Linked DNA regions of Mus musculus: region 2 is linked to region 1. Evidence: chromatin contacts called from public ChIA-PET data. All regions are on one chromosome and are shown on one strand. The core of a region is the stretch at or near the end of the contact, and the rest is flanking DNA. Distances in the headings are between cores, read along the strand shown.

Region 1 (6,601 bases), core at 1,732-4,231:
AAGAGGAAGAAAGGAGTCGCAAAGGACAAAAGTCTTTTTGTTTTTAATTTTTCATGCAGTGTATTTTGATTATATTCTTTACCCTTCTCCAAGCTTAATGGCTCTCTTCTTTGTCACAGAGATTCTTGGTGGATTTAATATATATATATATATATATATATATTTGTGTGTGTGTATGTGTGTGTGTATATATATATACACACACACATATATATATATATATATACACATACACACACACATACACACATACAGCCTGGAAATTCAAGTCCTGAAATTACCTGCTGTGACACTTTACCTGGATATACTCCTGTGTTTTGAAACTCTATCATTGGATACATGCAGTTTTAAGATTATTATGTCCTTATAATTGGCCCCTTTATCGATGTGAAGTAGCTGTCTTTATTCTTGGTAGCATTCTATGAATTGAAATACTTTCTTATAAAGTTACTGAACTTTTTTTTTTTGAGATGCTGGGAATTAAACTTGGGGCCTCACACATAGCAGGCAAGTGCGCTACCACTGAGCTAATATTCCCAGCATTGCGTTCTTTGAATTACTGTAAGCTTAGTATTTCTTTTTTCTTTATGTTTATAATATTTTAATCTATTTACTTTACATCTTGATTGCTGTCCCTGCCTCCCAGTCCCCCCTTACATAATCCCTTCCCCTTCCCCCCTCTTCTCCTCTGAGGGGGTGGAGCTCTGCCCCCCCCCCCCGTATGGCTATTTGCTTTTTGTGCTTGCATGCGTGCAAGCATGTGCATGTGGTGTTTGGGGTGGGGGGAACAAAAGCAGTGTCTGGATCCATACCATGTATACATGTAGAGGCCAGAGAGGGTGTTAGGTGGCTTTCTCTATCACTCTCTACCTAGTTAGTGAGAGACAGAGTCTCTCACTGAACCTGAAGCCAGCCATGTGTGCTGGGTGGCTGGCCAGGGAGTTCTTGGCTTCTGCAGGTCTCTGCCCTTTAATGCTGGAGTTCCAGGCATGCACAGTCATGTTTAAGTTCATGTTGGAGATTCAGACTTAGTCCCTCATGCTCGCAGGGGAGTGTTCTTACCCACTGAGCTATCTCCTCAACATTACAGTGTCTTCCTACAGCCGTGTGTTGTTAGCCATAGGGATGTGTTCTGAGAAACGGGATTTGTCAGTCTGTAAAGGTCATGTGTTGACACAAACTTTGGCATAGCTTGTTACACTCTTGGCTTGTGTCGAGTGTATGCAGATACATGCCTTCAGCCTCCCATGTCTGAAAAGGTCCTTGTTTCGTCTTTGGATTTGAGTTGAAAATTATAAACTGAAAGGCTTTTTCTTTTGTTACTTTAGTGTAAATTCATTTGATACACCAATGTCACTATTATCTCTCTTGTGGTTCTCACCTCAAACTGTTCTCTGTCTCGGGTCATCTGTATGTGGCACAGTCTCCTTCCCAGGCTGTGTCTACATCTCCCTCCCTGCCCCCCCCCTCTGGTTTTTAAGACAGGGTTTCTCTGTATAACCCTGGCTGATCTGGAACTAGACCAGGCTGACCTTGAACTCAAAGATCCTCCTGCTTCTGCCTCCTGAGTGCTGGAATTAAACGTGTGCGCCACCACCTGGCCCGCTCTTTGCTGTGGCTTTTGACTATTTGAGTATCATGTGCTTTGCTGGTGGATGTTTCTTTTGCTTGGGGTTCATTCGCTTTGTTGGCTGTGTGGATTTATGTTGCCCTCAAAATTGGGAAATTTATAGGCATTTCTTCAGGTTTTTCCACCCTCTGACTGCTTTCCTCTGGAGGAGTCCACTTACATATATTATTGTTTGGCTCTCTGCATTTGTTCTACAGCTTACCTCTTTGGTCTTTTTGGAGGTGGTGTTGTTGTTGTTGTTGCTGTTTTCTCTGTTTCCTTGGGGCAGTTACTACCACCATCCTCTGTCCACCATAAAGTGGAGGTGATCTGCCACCTCTAGCTTGTGAACATTCGCATGAATGTGGAAAAGGCAGAGATCCAGCCCAGTCTCTCCTGGCAGACTTGGGAAGCGAGGGAACAGACTGCATCAGATTCCCACCCGGTCTCTTCAGCGTTTGCTTTCTTGGTTCTCATGATTACAATTTAGCCTATGTTTCTGTCCTGACTCGTTTCCTAGAGAAGGAATGGTTCGTCTTTCTCCCAGTGAATTCCAGAAGTGGCCAGACAGGTGCCAGCCCGTCCACATGTGCCACAGGAGAGCCAACTCTCTCTACCTGACTCTGGCTACACTTGGCATACCCTGTGCCGTGGCGTCTGTCAATTCCCTACCATTTCAGAGCCAGCAGTTCTACCTGACCTAACAATTCTCCTGCACCCAGGACCTTCCACACAGGAGCCTCCCAAGGCCACTTTGCCCGGCATAGGGAGAACTCATTCTTGCCGTGCCAGAGCCAGATACCTTCAAAACAGTATAGTACCTGAGAGCCTGCCTCTAAAAAGGGATGGAATTCCAATTCTGTCCCCCGAAAAGCTTGGGAGTCCCTGAGACATTTCTTTGTGCTCCCCACAGCCTGTGAGCAGTGGGCTTCCAAGATGGTCATTCCCGAAGCCCCGAGGTGCATGGCAGCAGGACCTTCCTTTCTGTGGGTAGTACCATGAGGGCTAAAATCTCACAGTAGAAGGCCACCCCACCCCAGATTCTACAAGATTAGCCGCACACTGGATGGGGGACCTGAGGGAGAAAGTTGCTGAACAGAAACGCTCCTGTTCTCTAGTTTCATGAAAGGACAACAAGGGCACAGATTCTAGACCTGACCCCAGCCTGATCATGAGCTCTTCAGGGCTTCAGCTTTTTGGTGTGGGTGGCTGAGTTAATCCAACCGAACTCACAGTCTATATGCATCCAGACTCTGTCGGAGCTCTTAGCCTGGCAGTCAAGCAAGAGAAGCATGGTGTGGGCTAGTGTCTCCGAGAAAGTGAATCTCGAGTGAGTCTAACCTAAATGGTATACAGATGCTTATCTTGTAAGACAGGAAATCGTCTGTGGAAAAACTGAGTAGTCTGCTTTACATGGCCCCATGTCATGCTCAGAAATGCCACCCCAGGGACGGGAGATAGCGGTCTTAAGATTGAACCTAAATAAGACATCTGGGAAAGGATGCTTCTGAGGAAGGTGTGGGACGTGTGGTCATCACTGGGGGACAGGAAGCAGAGGACAGAGGAAGGGGTGTGTGTGTGTGTGTGTGTGTGTGTGTGTGTGTTGAACACATACATCTATGTATGTATGCATGTGGTAGCCAGAGAACAGCCTCAATGCCCATTCCTCAAGAATGCTATTTACCTTATTTCTGTGTGTTGGGGTGGTATGTGCAGGGGAGTATACATAGAATGCTCATGTATGCGTGTGCATGTGCACGAGAGGCCTGGGAAGGGCATCAGATACCTTCCTTGGCCACTCATGACATTAACCCTAACACTCAGTGACTCAGCTGGCCTGGCTGGCCAACAGGCCCAGAGGACCCTCCTGTTTCCTTCTCCCTGGTTCAGGAACATAGGTGCGTGGCATCATGCCAGGCTTGTTATATTGGTGTTGGAGGTTGAACGTAGGTCTCCGTGCTTGTGTGACAAGCCCTTTATTGACTGAGCTGTCTCCCTGACCCCCAGAAGAAGATTTTGACAAACAGAGAGAACACGAGAAGGAAGGATGGCTTCTGGGAATGCAAGTCAAATTTAGCACAGCTGTAAGGAGGGAACTTGGTTGTGGCTGCTGCCTTGATGGTAATGGGCTGAATCTCTGGACCTGTCAGCCAGCCCCAATTAAATGCTGTCCTTTATAAGAGTTGCCTTGGTCATGGTGCCTGTCTGTTCACAGCAATAGAAACCCTCGCTCAGACACTGGGGCTGAGTTAGGAGAGGTGGCTCAGAGGTTAAAAGCACTGGCTCCTCCAGAAGTACTGGGTTAGGTTCCTGACTGTCCAGTGGCAGCCAGCAACCATCTGTAACTTCAGTCCCAAAGACTCCAACACCTGGACTCCAGGGGCACCAGGCACATAGGTGGTGTGCAGACATATGCAGGCAAACACACTAGTCCTTGCCCCCCAGTGTCACTGCTTTTCTGGAACATGCTGAACCCCAGGATGAATATGACAAGGGCTGTGATCTCCTATTAGGATGACGTGTGAACCAGGAGGACAGCCTAGCATCATGTCTTTCATTGCCTGGCCCTGAGTCAGGGGAGTGGGCCACTCACCGTTCACCAAGGGTTTCACAACCTGCGTGGTGCAGGTAGGGCTCTGCACGGCACACTTTGGGCCCAGTCCTGTCCCTGGCCCCATGGGCATGATAAGGCAGATCCCATGTTCTGTGGCTTACCCCTTATAAGTTTGAATTCTGCCACCCAAGCTCCTCCACTCCCCCTCCATTCCCAGGACCAATCGATATTACTGGTGTTCATTATTCAATATCAAGATTCCAACTAGGTGCTCACGACAGACTGACGGACAGACTGACAGCCAGCCAGACAGACAGACAGCTTCCTCCTTTTCAGACTCTAAGGATTTCAGTCAGGATTTTTCCCCCCTAAAAGCTGCTCAACTTGCTCTATTGGGTATGATCTTTGCTGGTTTCTTTTCATCCCCTGGGACTCTGTCTGCTGCCTCAACTTTGCCGACTTCTTACTCCTGGCCTCCTTCCAAGCCTAGATCCACCGGCAGGCGGTGGTGGATGGGAAAGATAGCGTACCTAGGAGTCAGGAGGCTTTGCAAGGAATGAGCTGGATAGAACAAGTTACTGCCATTGGGTTTTTTTTTTTCACCTGTAAAATGGGCATAATATGACCAGCAGTCTCAACTAACCTGGACCCTTGAGATCTCTCAGACACTGAGCCACCAACCAGGCAGCATGCACCAGCTGATATGAGGACTCCCAACACATATACAGCAAAGGACTGCCAGGTCTGGTCTCAGTGAGAGAAGATACTCCTAACCTTCAAAAGACTTGAGACCCCAAGGAATGGGGAGGCCTGGCAAGGGGTAGGATGAAGGGATGTGGAGGTAGGAACATCCTCTTGGAGACGGGGGGGGAGGAGGAATGGGATGAGGAACTGTGGGAGGAGGACAGACGGGGCAGGTAACGACTGGATTGTACAACAAAAATAAAATAAAAGTAATAAAAAATGTTTAAAATGAGCGTAATACCTGCTCTCAAGGTTATGTAGTGGCCTAAGCGAAGTGTGGGTATCAAAGGCACTCCGAGGGGCTGGAGAGATGGCTCAGCAGTTAAGAGCACCGTCTGCTCTTCCAAAGGTCCTGAGTTCAAATCCAAGCAACCACATGGTGACTCACAACCATCTGTAATGAGCTCTGATGTCCTCTTCTAGTGTGTCTGAAGACAGCAACAGCATACCCACATACATAAAATAAATAAATCTTTTAAAAAAAATTAAAAGGCACTCTGAAAACCCTACTCAGCATCACCTCACAGTGTCTGGCATAGCATGGAGCAACACTCTATAAGAAGGCAGCATCCCTGAGCAAGCTTTCCTCCCCCTTTCTGGCATCTTATATGCTATACACAAGAAGAGACTTGCGCTGGTTCCTGGGACGCTGGAGCCTAGCGTTTGAAAAGGTTGTTATTAGCCCTGTTTGAGATCACACGTTTTGAATGTTGTAACACTGAAGTGGGATTGCGGAGCTCTGTCAGTGACCCCCCCAAGGATACAGTGTGGGCACAGAGGATCTGAGGCCCATATTGTTCCACTGGGCCTAGAGGTCGGCTTTATTAAAAAACTGTGAGGCATTTTCTAGCTGGACAACGAAGGTAGGATGTTGGGGGATGGCCTCCTCTGAGCACTCATCCAATCAACATCAGAGACGTGGAAGCCGATAGCAGCCTCCTGGCTTGAACCGCTGCCTCTGGGGAAAACCTCCCAGCCTCTAAAGCACCCATTTGATGATTGCTGTGGGCAGAGCCAAGCCCTTCCTCAGCATCTCAGGGAGACCTCCCGTGACTCCTAGCAACCCCTCCTTGCTCCCTTACTCTTCCCCCATCTCTAGCCTGCTGTCTGTCTCTCCTTATCTTCTTCTAGGGAGAGGGAGCATTCAAGGTACTGGGTTGATGGCACCACCCCAGGGTGCTGTTATCTAATGGTTTCTCTATGGGATGATGCAACCATACTATGCTACAGCTTTAAAGCCCCCGAGCACAGATTTGACTGAGGAGGGGAAAAAGGTTCCTCACAAAGCAACCACTGCGTAAAGTGGAGTGTGCAGTGCTGTGTCTGAGGCTGGGGAGTCTAACCTTCTGCCAGCCCCAGCCTCGAAGGCACTGGATTAGTTCAGAATTATAAGAACAGCCACAGAGACTTGGGTCCTGAGAGCCTGCCTCCTCACCCCATCTCCAGGCCGTCCTGGGGTCCACAGGCCACCAGACTCTGAAAGTGCAGCTGGCTCTCTCTGAAACACGGGCTTCCAAAGGCTGGGTTTGCACTTCCTGGAGCTCCAGGTTCCTCTGCAGTTCAAGCTGGCAGAGTGTCCCTCAGACAATCCTACCCCAGCAGATGGATGGGACATCACAGTGACGCAGAGCAAATAGACCCTTGGGTCACGGCTCTGGCCTGACCCTGTCATACATGGCCTGTTTGCATGACTC
Region 2 (6,774 bases), core at 795-3,294, 160 kb before region 1:
AAAAAAAATAGTATTTTAGGCTAGCATATAAAGTGATGAGTTCCACCCCAGCATCTTCATACACGTGCATCATTACATTTTGTCCTCTTGTTCCCTCCTATGTTTCTCCTTCCAGCTGTTTCCTTTTCTTCCCCCAGTTAACACCACCTTCTGCTTTCTGATGACGAGTATCCCATTACTCTATTTCCCAGCTTGCTTAAAATCTCTTCCTCCCCTTTCATAATGCCCTGTCTAGTTAGTTTGTTTCTTTCTTTCTTTCTTTCTTTCTTTCTTTCTTTCTTTCTTTCTTTCTTTCTTTCTTTCTTTCTTTCTTTCTTTCTTCCTTCCTTCCTTCCTTCCTTCCTTCCTTCCTTCCTTCCTCCTCCCCCCCCCCTCTCTTTTTGTTTGTTTGTTTTTCAAGACAGGGTTTCTCTGTGTAGACCAGGCTGGCCTCGAACTCAGAAATCTGCCTGCCTCTGCTTCCCAAGTGCTGGGATCAAAGGCATGTGCCACCAACGCCCGGCTCCTGTCCAGTTTCATAACCTACACATGCAATTTTAAATCTGGATTCTCTATGAGAGAACAAATGTGGTATTTGCTTTTCTGAGTCTGACTTATTTCACTTCACATAGTTTTCAGTTACTGCCATTTTTTTTCTTATTTTCTTTCAAAACTCATTTCATTTTTTTTTTGACTACATAAACTTTTTTGTGTACATGTACCACATTTCATTTCTCTATTCATTTGTTGATGAACATCTAGAATGGTTTCATTTCCTGGCAATTATGAATAATGCAGCAATAATCATGTATGTACATATATCCCTGGTATGTTTACCCAGAGTCCTTTAGTATACTCCCAAGATTGGTATAGCTGGGCCTTATAGCTCCATTGTAGCTTTTAAAACTCAGCTTTGTTGTTACTGTTTTCTTATGACACCATTCTGACTGGGGTATGATGAAATCTAAAAGCAATTTAATTTGCATTTTTCTGATAGCTAAGGATGTTGAACATTTTTCAAATATTTACTGGCTGTTGTATTTTATAAAAAAGAGAAGGGCTAAGGATATGTTTGATAGAATGAGATATGGTGAGGTGGAGGGGTGCCTCTGTGGGTCCATACTGAGGCATCCCTTTCCCCTGAGGGACCAGCCATATGATGGATATAGTATGGAATAAAGTTTATTTAGGACATGAGAAGGGGAATTGACAAGGAAGTAGAGACAGAGAAAGGCAGAGAGAGAAAGAGAGGGAGGGAGAGGAAGAGGGAGTTGGGAGGCCATCCAGGAACAAATGGAGAGAGGGAGAAGAGGCACAGAGTAAGAGAGTAAGAAGATAAGAGGATAAGAGAGGAGGGTACAAGCAGCCCCCTTTATAGTGAGTCAGGCATACCTGGCTATTGCCAGGTAACTGTGAACATGGCCTAGAGGGAATGCTAATACTAGCCACTTGTATTTCTTTAGGAACTATCTATCTGTTCAGTTCAGTAGCCCATTTATTGACTAGATGATTTGGGCATTGAGGTGTTTAAGTTTTGAAGGTATTTGTAGATTCTAGATAATCAGATAGTTAACCAGATAGTTACTTGGAAAAGTCCTTTCTTCTGTTCTATGCCTCTCTTCATTCTGGTAGTTGTTTTCTTTGCTATACAAAGTCTTTTTAATTTGATGTTATCCACTTTCCCAGTTTTTAAGTTTATTTTCTGTGCTATTAGAGTTCTTTTCAGTCCTTGCTATTGCATATATCTTGGGATATCTTCCCTGGATTTTCCTCTAGATATTTCAAAGTTCCAGGTCTTACAATATGACAGAAAGACTTTCATTTTACAGAAAAGAAATTAAGCCTGGAGAAATTGGCCAGAACAGCCAGATTACAGCAAACACTATGATTTGAATATGAAATGTCCTTCATAGGCCCATGTGTTTGAGCACTTGGCCCCAGATGGTGGCTCTATTTGGGAAGGTTATGAAACCTTTAGGAGGTGGAAACTTCCTGGAAGAAGGGGGTTCATGGGGGACAGGACTTCAGCCTGCTTATTGTCTGCTTTGTGATCTGCCCACTTCCTTCTTCCTGCCACCATTCCTTCCCCAACAAGATGGAAAGCACCTTCTTGAACTGAAACCTCAGTAACCTCAATTGCTTCTTGAAAGGTCTTTTGTCAACACAACAATGAACGTAATAAAGACACAGCAAGTGATAGGAAAGCTGAGACTAGCAGCAACTGTTTTAGTTGCTAATTTGTGGTCCTTCCACCCCATTTTTAAAATTACCAAATACAAAACAAGTAAGTATTCAAGATAGAAGTCACACCTATGTTATATCCTTATATCCTGGGTAAGTATTCATGATAGAAGTCACACCTATGTTATTCCCATAATGAATACACTAATAGAAAAAAATTAGCCAAAGAACTTAATTATAAAGTGGCAAAATAGTTTTTAAAATGCTCAGGCTCAGGCTGGCAAGATAAGTCACTTACTAACAATCCCGACACCCTGACTTTGATGCCCAGAAACTTTATGTTGGAAAACTCAGGCAAGTTTTCTCTGCCCTCAGTGTGCCCTGTGGGTGGTATACATGTTCTCTCCTCTCTCTCTCTCTCTCTCTCTCTCTCTCTCTCTCTCTCTCTCCCTCCCTCCCTCCCTCCCTCCCTCCCTCCCTCCCTCCCTCTCTGTCTCTGTCTTTCTTTCACACACACACACACAGAGAGAGAGAGAGAGAGAGAGAGAGAGAGAGAAGAGGGTATGAATGAAAGGACTCTTCCCTTGCTTCAGAAATGAGCTGTGGTATGTTAGGGGCTGGAGATGCAGCTCAGTGGTAGAGTGCTTGCCTGGTACCCACCAGATCCCAAGTTTAATTCCTAGTATGGAAAAGTAAAAAGAGTGTGCTCAGCTGTTGTAGGTATCTGAATTTTTGGTTCTGAAAACAATAACCAATTGTTTTTATTCTCTGCATTTTTGGCTATTAACATTTGGTATAGAAAATACATTTCTTTCCTACTTCCTCATTCTTCTAGTTGTACTATTTTTTTATAAGTCTTTTTTAAAGATTATTTACTATATGTTAAGTACACTGCAGCTGTCTTCAGACACTTTTTTTTCTTCTCACTCTGGCCCCATTGCCTTGCTGTAGCTCTCTTCAGATATCCCAGAAGAGGGTATCAGATCTCATTACGGATGGTTGTAAGCCATCATGTGGTTGCTGGGATTTGAACTCACAACCTTCAGAAGAGCAGTCGGGGCTCTTAACCGCTGAGCCATCTCTCCAGCCCTATTTCTACTATTTCATGGTCAGATGCAACCTAGGGTAGGCAGCAATAAAGGATCAGATAGCTACTGCTGCTCAGAATTAGTCTTTTGGAAACTCCTTAATATTATCAGAATCAGGTAGCAGTAACTGCTGTTGCAAGACATTTTTATTGAAGAGCCACTGCCTTAGATAGCTGGGGAAGAAGTGAAACAAGTGAGAATTGGGGGACCTGAAGGTCTTAACATCTGCGCCAGAAAAAGCAAATGCACTCAGTTTTAGGTGCTTTCCCTTCTGTGGAGAAGGAATGCGCAGCCCAAGCCTGCGGACACTAGCCTGCTGAGGTCAGTGTGCTGTCAGTACAGTACCTTCCTGCTTGGAGTTTTCTGCTGAGTTTAGGGTCTCTGAAGTCCTTGAATGTTTATATTCTTTTACTGTCTAATCATGTTGGACACCTTATTTTCCTTAGGAATCCAATGGAGTTTTGCCTCCAAATATCTGAGAAAGCATGGTCTATCTAACCACAGTTTCTGGGTAGGATGTTGCTCTCAAGCCTGCTTTTGAGAGCAATTTGAAAAATCAAGGGCTGTAACCTATTTTCCCTCTACATGATTGTCTCTACTGGACTATAGAAAAGGCCCATTTCATTTCATTAAAACTCTGAGTAAACTGACATAATTGGTTATCTGATTTGCTAGGTTAAATACTGGGCTATAATTGAATTTGTGTCATTTGTAGAGCCTATGCTGCTCTTGTCTTTGCTGCCACCTCCTATCTCCTTCTGGTTTTCAATTAACCTTCCTTCCTCTTTTCTTTACAGAGTAAAGAAGTTGGCCAGCAACTCCAAGATGATTTGATGAAAGTCCTGAACGAGCTTTACTCGGTAAATCAGATGGGCTGCCTGGCTCTTTTATCATAGAGAGAAGCAGCATTTGGCTGTTTGCAGCCATACTCACGTCAGCAACAGAACTCAACTGAGGCTGAGGACAGTGCCTATTCCCCATTGGGGGTGACCCACCCACTTTTTTTCCACGCTAATTTTTTTTTTCAAAACCAAATAAGCTAAAAAATATTTTTCCAGTTGTGCAATTTTATTCTGGCTTCATCTGGGGCACCATTGAAAGAGACCAGCCAAGGTCTAGGTTACCAGAACAGCTGGGGTACAATTACCAGCAAGCCAGGGACCCCAAACTTGATGACAAGGAATGTAGCCTACATCACACTTCTGCATATTGGAAAGCGTTTAGGTCTTAAACTATGCATCAGAACTTAGATTAATTGTGGTTTGAGATTAGAGCAGATGCTGTAAATGGAAGCACAGATTCCTAAAGTCTTCAATGTGCAGCATCATTTCAGGCGAAGAGAACATGGCAAACACAACAGAGAGGTAAGCTTCGGCCTTGGAGAAAAGAAGGCAGTCTGCTTTGAACTCTTCAGACTGTGGTTTGTAGCAGTGTGCCTCAGGAGCCCTGGTGTTTGTTTTCTCTCAGCCATGTTTTGTTAATTACATTGAGAACACACACCAAGGAAGTTCCTTCTGCCAAAGGAGGAATACTTCAGTTGTAAACTTGTAGCTTTTCCAACCCTTTCCAAAGTTTGGATGTGCCAGCACTATGTGTCATTTTCTAGGGTGCCCTAACCTATTTGAAGGTGAAAATGATCTTCTGTATTTACTTCTTCCTCCCTCCCTCTACTCCTCCTTCCCTCTCTTCCTCCCTCCTTCCCTCCCTACCTCCCTCCCTCCCTGCCTTCCTCTTATCTCTCCATGCTTTACCCCCTTCCTTCACAGGATGGGAGGATAGTGGTGATGTGCTCCACAAGCGTCTGAGATCAGAATTCCAAATTCTTGATCCAGAAGTTTAGGTGTGGCCAGTATGTCATGGTAACTGTTGGTAAATAGACTTGAGTGGTCATCTAATTTGTCTCCAGTGATGCTCCAGTTGTTTTGAATTTCTACTCACTGACTCTTAATCTCTGAAGCCAAGTAATAGGTGGTACTCTTTGTCCCCTAAGTTTTTATTTCTCTCAAATGAAGTTAAGACTTTTTAAAAATAGAAGCATGGTATTGTGAACCATTTTCAGAGTGGATGAGTTTCCTGAACCTTATCTTTTCATTGCTTAACTTCTCTTTATTTTTAGACCATCTTCTAGGTACCAAGAAGAGCTGAGTCTTGCCTCTGTAGATCTCTCTAACATAACAATGGCACATGCTATTCTAGGACTCCTGTTTTCCCAGTAAATAAGCATCTTGAGTCTTTGCTATTTGCTGTTTACCAGAAGTCGAGCAACATCCTCAAACCAACTCAGACCCAGCATACTGCTTTTGCAGTGAGGTAGCAGAGGAAGAAGAGTCTAAAGAACTGTTAGCTTTGCCTTACTTCATAAGTGTTGATTTAGAAAGCAAATGGCAATATGTAAGCTGTGGTGGAATGAGGATGAAAACCATGGAGCTTGCTGCTTTTTCTGATGAAAGACAAGATGGAAGATTCTCCCCACCCACCCCAGCCCTGTGCCTACCATCCCCTATGTATTATTTTTAGTATTTATTTTGAGTGTGCATAAGGGATCATTCTTAGAAGTTTGTTCTCTCCTGCCACCTTGTGGGATCTGGGGATCAAACTCAGGTCATTAGGCCTCTCTACTCAGCCATCTCCCAGCCCTGAGACCTCTATGCTTAGTCTTCAGACCAGTATTGGCGATGGCTTCTGTGGCCACCATGAGCCCATAGTTAATAGAGAGCATAAAGCCTAGCATCCACATGCAGAATCAGTGCGTGTGCTGCTCCCTGCTTTGAGGTGAATTATTATACTTAAGATTCATCAAGTCCCAAATAAGGCTTAGCTATTTACATCTAAATGGAAAAAGAAAAACAGAAGACACCAGGAACTTCCAGAGAGGACAGAACAGACTCTGGTACACTGAGCCTTATACATGGTGGCCTCCCCCATTCCTACAAAGTAGAATGTGTGTCAGTGTCTGCTGATGTTTTTAGTTGTCGTGACTGGAGGATCCTACAATGTACAGAACAATTTGCCGCAATAGTTATCAAGCTCCAAAAGCACGGGTGTGCTGAGCCTAGACTGCTAAATTAGACACCTGAGAATCTGTCCTGCTCTGACTACTAGATGCATGCACTTGGAAGTCATGCACTGCAAGTCAGCATGATGATAAAAGTTGGTGGGAAGTTTGTTGTTTTCCACCCAGCAATTCCCCAGAAGCAGCAGCAAGTGACATGCTCTGATACCTGTATGCCATATGGCTGACAATGATTGAGGAATTCATATTTTCAAAATATGAGACTATATAAATTTGAAGGACCAAATAAATTTGAAGATTCTGTATAGATTATTAGGAAAGTTACAGACTAGAATTAAAAGTTGTTGTTTATGTAGGGTGAGAATATCTTAGGACTGGTCTGAGATTTGGGTGACTATATATCCTTTTTGCTGATTAGCCTAGTGCTCATGAAGAGAGAGAGAGCCACATTTTATTCAATACTTGAGAAGCAGAGGCAGGTTGAGTTCAAAGTCAGTCTGTTCTACATCGTGA

The links. ChIA-PET counts read pairs in DNA pulled down with a chosen protein or histone mark.
Region 2: a contact with region 1 is called in an RNA polymerase II ChIA-PET map of memory CD8 T cells, with 22 read pairs. The contact joins two enhancer-like sites. A contact is called at or near these places in 1 of 484 Hi-C or Micro-C datasets (cerebellum), 1 of 115 datasets of contacts at active chromatin or transcription factors (memory CD8 T cells) and 3 of 9 other capture datasets (adipose tissue, liver and pancreatic islet).

The regions. Positions count from the first base shown.
Region 1 is chr1:131,201,046-131,207,646 of GRCm38.p6, reverse strand. The region is part of intron 2 of Rassf5 (Ras association (RalGDS/AF-6) domain family member 5); the gene reads left to right. Among named protein-coding and RNA genes, the nearest start is that of Gm28913, 41 kb to the left of the region's middle. Within about 2 kb of position 2,981, at least 41 of the 459 cell types and tissues checked have an H3K27ac peak or open chromatin away from gene starts, as enhancers often do. A contact at or near this core is called in memory CD8 T cells, where this site is marked.
Region 2 is chr1:131,361,336-131,368,109 of GRCm38.p6, reverse strand. It overlaps Srgap2 (SLIT-ROBO Rho GTPase activating protein 2), which reads left to right. Exons shown (of 23, transcript NM_001081011.2): 5 at 4,046-4,108. All of the region lies in intron 3 of Gm51644 (a long non-coding RNA gene), which reads right to left. Among named protein-coding and RNA genes, the nearest start is that of Ikbke, 85 kb to the right of the region's middle. Within about 2 kb of position 2,044, at least 19 of the 459 cell types and tissues checked have an H3K27ac peak or open chromatin away from gene starts, as enhancers often do. A contact at or near this core is called in memory CD8 T cells, where this site is marked.